Regions from separate parts of the Mus musculus genome. Here region 1 is linked to region 2. The links are chromatin contacts, called in public promoter capture Hi-C maps. All regions are on one chromosome and are shown on one strand. The core of a region is the stretch at or near the end of the contact, and the rest is flanking DNA. Distances in the headings are between cores, read along the strand shown.

What was found. Promoter capture Hi-C pulls out the DNA fragments that hold promoters and counts their contacts.
Region 1: a contact with region 2 is called in a promoter capture Hi-C map of embryonic stem cells, with 2.2 times the contacts expected there. The contact joins the enhancer-like site here to the promoter of Dnase1l3 in region 2. A contact is called at or near these places in 1 of 39 promoter capture datasets (embryonic stem cells), 2 of 484 Hi-C or Micro-C datasets (embryonic stem cells and extraembryonic endoderm stem cells) and 3 of 9 other capture datasets (adipose tissue, liver and pancreatic islet).

What each region holds. Positions count from the first base shown.
Region 1 is chr14:8,144,665-8,151,002 of GRCm38.p6, forward strand. Pxk (PX domain containing serine/threonine kinase) reads left to right here. Exons shown (of 18, transcript NM_145458.4): 11 at 1-47; 12 at 1,530-1,608; 13 at 3,416-3,464; 14 at 6,263-6,338. Among named protein-coding and RNA genes, the nearest start is that of Pdhb, 25 kb to the right of the region's middle. Within about 2 kb of position 4,312, at least 26 of the 459 cell types and tissues checked have an H3K27ac peak or open chromatin away from gene starts, as enhancers often do. A contact at or near this core is called in embryonic stem cells, where this site is marked.
Region 2 is chr14:7,992,106-7,998,365 of GRCm38.p6, forward strand. It overlaps Dnase1l3 (deoxyribonuclease 1-like 3), which reads right to left and starts at 2,077. Exons shown (of 8, transcript NM_007870.3): 1 at 1,725-2,077. The coding sequence starts at 1,880.

The DNA.
Region 1 (6,338 bases), core at 3,062-5,561, 150 kb after region 2:
CTCCGTGCCTGTGGACTCCTTTCCTCCTGCATCATCCTTGGCTGTGGGTCAGTACAGGGCTTGGCAGTGGGGTGTGCTGGGATCTGGTAGTCTACAAAGCTGCTTAAGCGCTTACCAAACTCCAAGAAGGATGGAGGGCCAGTTGTCATGCTCGCCAGCCAGAGCACTGAACATGTGGATGGTTTGTCTGTCTGTTCATCTGTCTGAAGCTTCTGGAGAAACTTCTGTAAACTGCACTGTAATTCTGAAAGCAGGACAATGGAAAGAGAACTGTGGCCAGCTTGGGTTTTAATCAGAAGCTAAAGTGAGGGTCAGGCAACTTTAAGCCAAACTTGAGGAGCCAGGCAAGTGTCAGAGTCCCATCCAAGGAGGAGTGGGAATTAAAAGGAACTCGAGAGCCATGGCTGGAGGCCTGGAAGATAAGGGCCTCGCCTGCCCAGCCAGGCCTCCAGATTCCAGGCAGGTGTTCAGGAGCTGTTACAGTCTTACCCAAGGAGACTAAGGAGGACGGAAGAACAGGTGAGGCACAAGGACCCGTGTAAACTCATCTTAGACCATCCCATTCTTGAGTGGCCAGCTCAGAGCTCAAGGCTGGAAGAAAAAGAGCCCAAGGTAGCTTTGGGGACACTGTTTGGAATCTGCAATCACTCTGTCAGTTTTCACTATGCCAAATGAGGCAATTCAAGAGAACAGACATGGGCCTGGTGTGGTGCTGCACGCCTTTATTCCCAGCACTCGGGAGGCAGAGGCAGGCAGATCTCTGCGAGTTTGAGGCCAGCCTTGTCTACAGAGTGAGTTCCAGGACAGCCAGGGCTGTTACACAAAGAAATTCAGTCTCAAAAAACCAAAGTGAAGCTGGACGTGGTGGCTCATGCCTTTAATCCCAGCACTCGGGAGGCAGAGGCAGGCGGATTTCTGAGTTTGAGGCCAGTCTGGTTTACAAAGTGAGTTCCAGGACAGCCAGGGCTATACAGAGAGACCCTGTCTCGAACCCCCCCCCCCCCAAAAAAAAAAGAAAGAAAGAAAGTGAAAAAACACCCTGGTAGTGTTTCCTGCCAAGTTTGAACAGCTGAAACTAACCAGTGACCTGTGGGTATGAGAGTCTGGCCACTCTTTTATAACATCAAGGTGTTTGATGACAAGCTGTCAGCAAGTGGCATTTTGTGTCTTGGTTTCCATTAAAAGCAAGCAAGCGTGAAAACCAGGTTCTGAATTTTGCTTTTGTGTACTGTTTACTTCTCTCTAAAGAGAACAGTTGTATGAACACTATCTTGATGCCTTCCTCCATTTCTCCCTGGAGTAGACTTAGCTGTCTGTCAGCATGAGGTTTCTGAGGCATTTCTTTTGAGTCATTGATAATGGCAGTGTTTCCCATCCCCCCACGTATGCCATCTGTCTGTATGTGAAGAGTTTTGACACTGTCCTGATCAGCCTGCAGACAGTTGTTGCAAAGAGATGTCAAACTTTTCCTCACCCAGTGGATCTGCGAGAGTTCTGTGGGACTAAAATGTGTATCTGTTCATTTCAAGTGGCCGTATTGGAGTCTACGCTGTCTTGTGAAGCCTGTAAAAATGGCATGCCTACCGTCTCCCGGCTCTTACAGATGCCGTAAGTCAATCATATGCATTGGTTGTAATCTTGGTAACTGTGCTGAACCTTGGACCACTCTGCCCAGAGCCCGGTGCCACGGTAATGACTCAGTTTGGTCCCTGCAGAGTTGAAGTGACTAGCTTGCTGTCAGGCACTTACAGCATGATACCATGACCCTTTCCTTGTGACCACTCTGCTTAGTCCAGTTGCTGTCCTGGAAATCCTGTGTCCTTCCCACGTGTCCCATCACCATTAACACGTGTGTGTGTTTGTTGAACTCCTGATTTAGGAAATACAATAGGAGGGTCCTCCCTAGCACCTCTCTCTGCTGGTCCTGCCCCAGCCACCAGCTGGGTACCCACCAGGCCTTGGCGGGCCTGCCCTCCACAAGAAAGCGGTGTGTTCTTGGGTTCCTGTGCTGTTGTTTGTTTATTTCATCTCTGAGCACTAGCTGTTAAATAGCTAGTGTGTACCAAACTTTGTACCAAGGCTTTGGTACTCAAAAGACCTCTTCCTGTCAGCACAGTTGTGAGGAGCTGAGCGTGTAAGGCCTCCTTAGGGCCTCTCCTTAGGTGTGGTACCTTCATGCAGAGGTTAAGGTGATATAGCCGAAGTCAGACAAACCTGTGACTGTATGTCAGCTTCATTCTTCCTCCCAGAAGGACATAGGCAAGCTTTCTGAGCGTGTTGCGAGGTTTCCCTAGCCCTGCTTCGTCTGCACCAGCTTGTTGTATAGCAAAGGTATTCAGGAAGTAACAGCAGCAAACATGGCAGGGGACAAAGTTCAGCCAGAGGCTACACTACCGGGCCCTCATTCCTTCCTTCTACCTGGATAGAGACGGCCTACTATAGGCCAGGCAATTCCCCCCCCCCCCCCCCCGCCCCAGGGAAGCTGATGATCAGAAGAAACAAGCCCTTGTCCACGGGATGTGACACTGCAGCATCTGTTTCCAAACCAACAGCCACTAATAACAACATACATATGAGAAAATACATCTACTTTGAAACCTACAACATTTGCCACAGACTCCTGGGTCAGAGAGCACTCAGTCAGGGAGCAGTGGGTGAGGTTGCCTGCTCCGATGTGCACCTGCATCGTCTCCCCAGGGCTCTGTGCTTGTTCCAGCCTCAGCATCAGGACAGGTATTCTGTCTTCCCCAGAACGTTCCACCCCATGGGCTTCCGCTTTAAAGAGGTGTGTCTTGTGTTTAGTGAAAATCTGGAAGTCAGAGGATGAATGGCAGGAGAGGACCAGGATTCCAGAAGGATGCTGAAAAAGGCGTTCATCATTTCTGTGTGGGGTGAACTTCTGTCTGTCTCAACAGAATCTCACATTAAGAGCACTAAGTCACTTGGACACTGTCCATACAGTCCTTCCAACCACAGAAGTCCACAGTGCTTCCTGCTGTTGTTCTAGTAACATACCTTGGAAGAAAGAATTGATGCACGCCAGAAACTACTGTTTTAGAATGAAGTGTGTCTTAGATTCCAATCAAGACAGAATAAACCGCCTTTTCAGATGCAAGAAAACAAATAGTTCTGTTTAGAAACATCTGTTCAATATATCTGCAACATTTTGCAAACTGGTATTTATCAACTCTTTTAAAAAATATTATATGGCCCACAGTGTCACATATAACTGACCTGGTCCCTCCCTAAAAACAGCTCTGAGGGCACCGAGTGACTTGGAAGCACCTTTGCCTTTGCTGACAGACTTGGAGTGGTGGCTCTGGTGGGCTCAGAGGTGGTAAGCTGCCCTGCCCTGCTCTGAGAGTACCCCCAGTACTGAGATTAAACCCTTATGCATTTGTTTCTTTTCTTATAGATTATTCAGTGATGTTTTACTAACAACTTCTGAAAAGCCACAGTTTAAGGTAAAGCAAATTATATAATTTTTGGGTTTATGACATAAGTAACTTGACTTTGAAAATTAATTTTTTAAAAAACTAAAAGGTTCATAAATGAAAAATTAGGAAGGACCCAAACACCCTACTATAGCTAGTTACTCTTTTGACTGTTTATAATGCATGAGGTTGTTTTATTAGGTGTTTGTGTGTGTGTGTGTGTTTGTTTTCCTTTCAAGACAGGATTTCTCCGTGTAGCCTAGCCTGACCTAAAAGTTGTTCTGTAGACCATGCTGACCTTGTACTCAGAGATCCACTTGCCCCTGCCTCCAAGCCTCCAAGTGAAGTGCTGGGATTAAGGTGTGTACCACCACTTCCTGGCTTTTTTAAAAACCAGATTTGGGCTGGGCGTGGTGGCGCACGCCTTTAATCCCAGCACTCGGGAGGCAGAGACTGAGTTCCAGGACAGCCAGGGCTATACAGAGAAACCCTGTCTCAAAAAAAAAAAAGAAAAGAAAAGAAAAGAAAAGAAAAAGAAAGAAACAGACTTGGATAGCCTGCCTTCCCAATGCTGGGTTATAAGCATGCACCACTATGCCTAGCTATATATAGTACATGTATTTAAAACATTTTATCCACTAAAAGTGAAATGTATAAATGCATTATAATCCTGTGGAAAGTAATTATTATTTAGGCCAATATCAACAAAATAGTGGGATCTGGAAGACAGAATATAAACCCAAATATCTGTATGTAAAGAAAACTGGGAAGGACCTATTAGGAGAAGCAGCAGTATGGAGCGGTGGTCCTGGGCTTTACGCTGCTCTGTGGCTGCTAGCAGCCATTTGCTATTTGGGGCCACATTGCCCTCTGCAGTGGTTGGCCTACGCGCCAAGCCCGGGAAGCCCAGCCCTGCTTCTCCTTGGATGCAGTAAACCTCCCACCTCCTCAGCTGCTTTTCAGTGCTGGTTGTTTTGTTTAAGTCATCTCTCTATGGTTTCCACGGCGACTGAATCATCTTTCATTCCTACTCAGTACACAAGGGTTCCAATTGCTCTACATTCCTGCCAAGACTTGTGTTTTACCTGCATCTATGTCTGTGTACTACACAAAAGCCCCGTGCCTGCAGAGGCTAGAAGGAGGCATTAGATCCCCTGGGACTGTAGGTACAGATCATGAGCTGCCACGAGGCTGCCGGGGACCAAACTCAGATTCTGTAAGAACTCACCATTGAGCCGTCTCTAGAGCCCAAATGTTTGTAATTCTTTATTGTTATTCTTGTCTGTCTGTCTGTCTGTCTATCTGTCTGTTTGCACTGGGGTCTCACTATAACTCAAGTTGGCCCAAAACTTGCCTTATAGCCCAGGCTATCGTGGAACTCAAATTCTCCTACCTTGAATTCCTGAGTGCTGGGATTAACAGCTTGTACTACCATGTCAAACTTATTTTATGTTTTTTTTTTTTGATGGTGACCATCATAATGGCTATGAAGAGATATGATATCTAATGTGTGGTTTTGATTTGTATTTGTTCAGTGTTGAACTTTTTAACTGATGAAAGTACCATTTGATAAGGCAGGGGTTTTTGTTACTATTGTTATTTTTAATCATTTGTTTCTTTTCTTTTTTTTTTTGGTTTTGGTTTTGGTTTTTTGAGACAGGGTTTCTCTGTATAGCCTTGGCTGTTCTGGAACTCACTTTGTAGACCAGGCTGGCCTCGAACTCAGAAATGAACCTGCCTCTGCCTCCCAAGTGCTGGGATTAAAGGCGTGCGCCACCACGCCCGGCTCGTTTGTTTTTTTCTTTGAAGAAATTTCTGTTAAAGCCCTTTTCCCATTTTTAAGTTGGGTTATATATTTTTGTTGTTCATTTGTATAAGTTTCTCCATATCTATTATATCAAGTCCTTATAAGTATTGGCCTGTTTTAAATTTCATTGTGAGCAGTGTCTTTTGTTGAACAAAGTTTTAGTTTTAACTAGTCCGAGTTATTTGTTGTTTCCTTTCATTACCTATGTTTTTGGTGTTGTATCCAAGAAGTCATTTCCAGCCAGGTAGAATGGTATATGCCTGTAATCCCCGTGGCAAGAGGAGCATTAGTTCAAGGCCAATTCCCTGCCTTAGCAGAGAGCCAGAACTGGTGGTGGGTGGTGGCAAACACACACAGCAGCCGAGGAAGCTGCAGGGGGAGTGTCACAGGTGTACACAAGGCCTGTGTGGACAGTTCGCAGATGCTGTCCTCCAAGCAAGATAAATAAATAGACAGACAATAAGAAGGAAGGGCCTCCCTGAGCTTTAGGGGGTTGACAGTTTTAGGTCTTGCACCCATGCTGAATTAATTTTCAAATATGACTTAAGGCAATGATTTAATCTTACTACTTTTTATGTAGTATTTGACTTTTACCAATGCCCTTTTGAAGCTATTGTTTTTTCCTGGTTGTGTGTGTGTGAGACCATTTGTCTGTGTACAAGAGGGCATGTTTCTGGGATCTCTCATTCTGGTCTATTAACTGTGTAATAATTGGTTTTGAAATGATATTTTGTGAGATCATGTGATAATAGGTTTTGATGCTGTGTTTGTTCTTTGAGACTGCTTTGGCAATTCTGGAACCCTTGAATTACTTGAAACATAGTGTGTTTATGCTTTAAGTTTATGATCTGTTGTCTGAAAGTGCTGGCAAGGAGAGTGTAGCTGGTGTACATGGAGCATGGTTTTAACTGGCTTTGCTCTAGAGGACCTCCATGTGATGACGGCTGCTGCGGCATGTGTTGAGAACTCAGGAGACTCCAACCACTTCACTCAGTAGCTCATGTACTGATTCTCCCTTCAGATTCCCACAAAACTAAAAGAGGCATTGCGAATTGCCAAGGAATGCATAGAGAAGAGACTCACCGAGGAACAGAAGC
Region 2 (6,260 bases), core at 827-3,326:
TCACAAGCACTAAGGATCCTGATTGAGCACCAGGTGTTTGGAGTCAACTGCCACTGTTCTGTTAGACGGCTCTGAGAGTTTGGGGAGATTGGCTTTGTGAGGATAGGATGAAGTTTTGGCAAAAGCTTTAAGCAGACCTCGTGGGACTCACTCAGCTCTGGGAAGAAGCTGTGTGGAGAACCAGAACCACCCGAGAACAGAACACAGCCCCCAAGAGTGTAGCAAAACTTTCAGGGTTGAATAAGTCAGGAATGTAGATAGGCACGTGGTCCCTGGGCCACGTGTGAAGATGCTGGGAAATAGTTTCCTTGCGTGTTAGATTTCTCCATTAAGCTGTGGTGTCAAAGTTCCCACTGGCTTAGCACAGCTGCCCTGCTAAAAACACATCCAGAGGTGCTTAGCTGTCACCTAAAGGGCATTGTCACCTGGGGCCCAGGACTATCTTGGCAGGAGCCCAGCAGGTCTTCTGCCGGACAGTAGCACAGCAGTGTCCTCCGCTGGGCTCAGCTTGCCTCAGGTGGGCTTCACCGACTAGCACTACCGGCCACACCCACTTTACGTGAAGTATCAGGAAGAGCGGGGACCTTGAGCTCCCTCAGCTGAGAGATGGGGTCTGAACCCAGGGCTGCTGGCACTTTCACCACACACTGGGACCTTTGGTGCTGCTGCTGTTACTGGTAGAGGTGGTGGTGGTGGTGTGTGTGTCATGTTGTGCTAAGATAGGGTCTTGTGTAGACCAGGCTGACCTTTAATCTACTCTACAGCCAACAATGACCTTGAACTTTGGACCCTCTTACCTGTACCTCCCCAGTACTGAGATTGCAGGTGTTGGACGCCATGCCTGGTTTGTGCAGGGCTGAGGATAGAACTCTGGACTTCATAAAAAGCAAGCATCCTACCAAAGGAAGCAAACCCCAATCCCACTCTGTTTTGTTTGTTTTTAAGTACTAGCCACCCCACAGAGTCCCAGGATCAAAACCCATGGGACAGAGAGTCAGTTGGCTCCAGAAAACTATAAGCAGCTTTCCCAGACAGGTCATATTGCCCAAGGACAGAAATATTCGTAAAGGGAGACAGAGCAGAACTGAGAGTTGGGGAATCAATGGGGGAGAGGGATGAAGGGATTAAAGGATGAAAGGAGAGAGACAGCAAGGGAAGAATGAAGAAGGGAGAAAGAGAGAGAACGCAGGAGGGAGGGGAGGAGGGAGGGAGAGAGCGCCAGGAGGGGGCTCCCCTGCTTCACCAAGATTATGAAGAGGAGGCAGGCAGGGCTGCCCCAGCTCCCTCACCACCAGCCCCTGGAGCTCCCCAGCACCTCATAGCCCTTCTGAGTTCATTCTCTTCAACAGCCCTTGCTTGAAAAGTTGACAAATGAGACTATGTATTTACAGTGACTGACACAGACATTCAGTATGTTCAATTAAAACCGTCAGAACAGCAGCCGGTACCTGGAACTGACTGCCAGCCAGACTCTGGCAAGAGCATCACATTTACCTGCTCAAGCAAACTTGCAACACCCCCGAGGGAAGCACAGATCCACCCAGTCTGAAGATGGAACAGAGAATACCCAGAGCTGAGTGATGATGGTAATGGAGTGACCATCATCATTAGCCACCTTCTAAGCCTGTCCTTACCTCCCCCTCACCTCCAGGGCAACTTCAGACCCCTGGAGTCCACAGCTGGGAGAAGGTGCGAGTGGTGTCCAGGACAGGAACATGACTCACCTTCACAATGATATCCATGGCTTCATGGTTTTCCTTCTTGCTCGCTCCAAAGGACCTCACATTGAAGGAGCAGAGCCTTAGGGCCAGGGTGTCATGGAGGGCAAGGATGAAGAGCAGCAGGGAGGCCAGGCGTGGGGAAGCTGGGTGCAGGGACATCTTTGCACTCCTGGGACTTCAGGCTGGATGAAGACAGTGCCTGGCTCACTGACTTATAAAGCAGGCTGATAACAGGAATTACTGGATCCCTCTAGGTCACTTTCACTTCTCTGAGGAACTCACCATCACGCGTTTCAATCCCCAAGGAAATGAAGGTAATGGGTTAGCCATTAGAGAGGCCTCTGGTTTTCTTGTCCTCATGAGGAAAACGTCATGCTGCATTTACAAACCAGCCTCCTTAAAAGCCACTCATAATCTCAGTGGGCAGGGGTGGGGTGGGGTTAGCTCTGATCTCTAGGCATGTCTCCTGTGGTAGCCATGGGCCTCTCCCTGAGAGTTGATGAGCTTGGCAATGTTCACACAGAAGGAACTGGACTGGTGGAGCCACCTGCTGGGGGACAAAGACCTGGTGAACAGTCACCACTGGACACATCTATGCAGTGTCTCCTTAGCAGTCCCCGTGGGTGCATAAGGTCAGGTTTAGTTTGAATTCAGTGAAGCAAGGATACCTTGGCATCTGAGGAAGGTGAGGTGGAGATCCCAGGAGCAGAAGCGTCACAGGCTGAGGCCCTCAGAGGCAGCAGAGATAAAGAGCCAGCAGGAAAGTCCCAGGGTGGGCAGGGCTGGGTCGTGTGACCCAAACAGGTGTTTCCAGTGTCTGACGCAGCTGTGCGAAGCAATGTGTGAGCAGCCAGACAGCAATCCTGCGACATGCACACACTACTGTGTCATCACATCTCATCAGCAGCTTCAGGCTTGCGGTGAGAAGCACAAGCTAACGTTGTGTAATTCTAGCAAAACTCATGTGTGTAAACCAAAGCACCAGGGATGGGGTGGTGGAGCCGCACCCACGTTCCAGATCCTACAAAGCTGATTGGCTAATACCACCGCTCTGACTGAAAACTCAAATTCTCCTGCAGCCATCTTCAGCGCCCTTTAAAGGCCACCCATTGCCAACACCTGTGCTTGACCTCACATCCTGTGACAGTCAGGTAAACCCCTGTTGGAATACATGGGCAGAGCCCTAGCTCCCTCTAACCAGGAATCCAAGAATGTCATCAGGTGGCAACTAAGGCCAATAACATGGGTTTTTCTGCTTTGTTGAAGCCACCTACCTGGTATTCCCACCAATGTTTTCTTTTGTTTTGTTCCTATAAAAACATCCTGAAACTAGGGGCTGTAGAGATGGCTCAGAGCTTAAGAGCACCGAATGATCTTTCAGAGGGTGCCAATTCAACTCCCAGCACCCACATGGCCATTCATCATGGTCTGGAACTCTAGTTCAAGGGGTCCTCTTCTGGCCTCCACAGACACCAGGCATGCACAGGGTGCCAGACACCCATGCAGACAAAACACCCATACGCATAAACAAGCAAACAGAACCCCAAGATGTTATCGTGTAGAAACTCAGTATCTGGGAAGCCTAAATTTATGCTTCTAGGCCACCATCATTCATATCTGGTTCTCTTAGTCCCTATTCTCTCACAGTGGGAGCTGTATTCTTGTGGACCCCTTTGTACCAGCTGATGAAACAGGCTCTCAGTTTCAGCCCCACAGGACAGAGTATACGCAGGCTGTACTTGCACTGAAGAGAACCACCATAGGAAGAGAAGGCTCACGTGTCATGCTTTCAAAATTCTTTGAAATTTCCTTTTTCTCCTTCTCTTTTTCTGAAACAGGACCCCTAGCTCAGACTGACCTCAAACTCCGTATGTAGCCAAAAATAACGTTGAACTTCGGATTCTCCTGCCTTCACCTTCTGAGGGCCCCTGCTCCCCCTTCTTGTGCTTTGGGAGGTCAAACCCACAGCCCCAAGCATGCTAGCAAGCATCCAACCAAGCAAACGACCTCTCCATCCCCTTAGGGGCTCTTGTTTGGCAGAACGGCCATATTTCTTGGTAGGTGCTCCAGATCATGCACACTTCCTCTCCCACTGCCTCCCTCTCGCCCCTTCCACTCCTCACCCCTGCTTCCAGCCCCAGGTGTAACACCCCCCTAACACTAGATCAGTCTAGTTGAGAATGTTGGTGTGGAGGTCAGAGCAAGTGTGCTTCCAGTTACTGGCTGTTCAACCACACACAAATAACTAAACCTCTGTGACCGTTCCCTCACTTTAAAAATGGGCAATATTTGCTCCCATATAGTACAGCTGTGAAAGTTAGTTTTTAACTAAAACGCTAACTTAGCACAATGCCTAGCCTTTCATCTGTGTGAACAAAATATTGTTATCTGTGAACTGGAGAGCCAGTCCAGTGGTCAAGAGAACTTGCTATGCAAGCATGGATTTGACTTGGGAGCCCAGCACCTGTGTAATAACTTGGGCGTGGTTTTTTTTGTTTTTGTTTTTTTGTTTTTTTGTTTTTTCGAGACAGGGTTCCTCTGTATATCCCTGGCTGTCCTGGAAGTCACTTTGTAGACCAAGCTGGCCTCGAACTCAGAAATTTGCCTGCCTCTGCCTCCCGAGTGCTAGGATTAAAGGCGTGGTCCACTAAGCCCGCCTGACTGGGCGTGGTCTCATATATACCTATAGCCCCAGGGTTGTGAGGGATGGAGACAGGGACTTGTTGGCTGTCAGTCTAGCCAAAAACTGTGAGCACTCCAGGCTCAGTGAGCCCCTGCCTCAAAGGAATAAGGTGAAGAGTGGTCCAGGCAGACACTGGACACACTCTTTGGCCCTCCACATCTATTGACACACACACACATGAGCCCATGCTGCACTCACCACACTCATCACATATGCAACACGGGGGGGGGGGGGGGAGTTGGGGGGAGGGAGGGAGGGAGGGAGGGAGGGAGAATTGGAGAAGCAGTTTCTAAAATATCATAGGAAAAGCATTGCTATTTCTAGTTTTCAGATGAAGGAACAGAAAGTCAGAGACAAGACATTGCGTTGAGCCCAGCCATTGGTTATGGTGTGACATCGAAGACTTTCATTTGCTTTCTCAAAACGAATTCTCTTGGCTAATTCTTTGTTTATAGGTACAAAAAGACCCGTATAACTTCAGACTTTGCCTGACCAGTCTGTGACTTGGAGCTGGTGATGTTGCAATGCATAGATTATTAGATCTGCCAGGCTGGGCTAGGGAGAGGCCAACAAGATGCTGGTTTGGGGTACAAATTTCAAGGTAATGCCAAACAAATTAAAAAATCAAGGTAATTTCATTACATATTTTGTAAAAATCAAAATTTATTAAAAAAAAACCATAGTGAACAGAGTATCGATCTTAAATAAGGGCACAAATGGGACCTTGCTTTGGCGTGACTCTATCTTCTTCATTTCGCATTAATTCCGCAGCTGGCATCTCATTCCGGAGTTCCGCGTTGGCCCTTCAGGGTAGAAACTAGAGGAAGCAGCGCCCTCGTCTGGCAGGTGGGAGCACGGTTTCTTGGCTGATGAGCTGGCTGTGCCTTCGCGTCTCCCCCCTCAGTGCTAAACACTGTCCCTCAGATTTTAATCAAAAGAGCGCAGTCGGTCAAACGATACCATTGCAGCTCTTTCTCCAGTTCCTCCCTCTGGCAGCTCTTCTCTCTCACTTTCCTCCCTCCATTGCTCTTCTCTCACAGCTTTCTTGCAAACAAACAGGGCAAGGCCTCTGGAGATACTAAAGCAGCTTGTTGGCATCAAGCTGACCTTCCCAGCCTGACCACAAGAGGGCGCTGTGAGGGCCTGGAAGCAGAGGTACGCTAAAAATTATGAAGTTCTTTCACCTACCTACAATTATCTTCTTACCTTGAAATAATCCCAAATGTACATACAAATCTCAAAAACGGTGAGAAGAAATCATATACTCTACCTAACCTTTCCTTTTTGCTAGCTGCTCTGTGTACAAGTTTTTCAATTCAGGTGCAGGATTCAGACAGTGTGACTTTTTACCCTTAAACATCAGGGTGCATGACCCAGGAACAAGTATGTTTTCTTTATATCCAGATGAGTATTACCAAAACCAGGTTTAACAATGATACAGTATTGTTACCTAATCTATAATATTACTCCGGTTTTGCCAGCCAGTTTAGTAATGTCCTTCATAGTACCCCCCGTCCCCCGGGATCCCATCTAAATTACGCATCTGTGTAGCAGTCTTGCCTTGGGTCCCCTCTAATGTCACAACTGCGCACTGGCATTCCTGACAAGCCAGGCTCGCCACCTGTCCTCAATGGGCCTTAAAGAGAAGTGAAAGTGAAAAGCAGAGAAAGGAGATCCCTTCAGTTGGTCACACTGGGAAGAGGGACAACTAGGACAGTGACTACCTGGAAGGCAAAAGATATGCATCATTAACAGTGCAGGCTAGCCAGGTGGTGGTGGTGCACGCCTTTAATTCCAGCACTCGGGAGGCAGAGGCAGGCGGATTTCTGAGTTCGAGGCCAACCTGGTCTACAAAG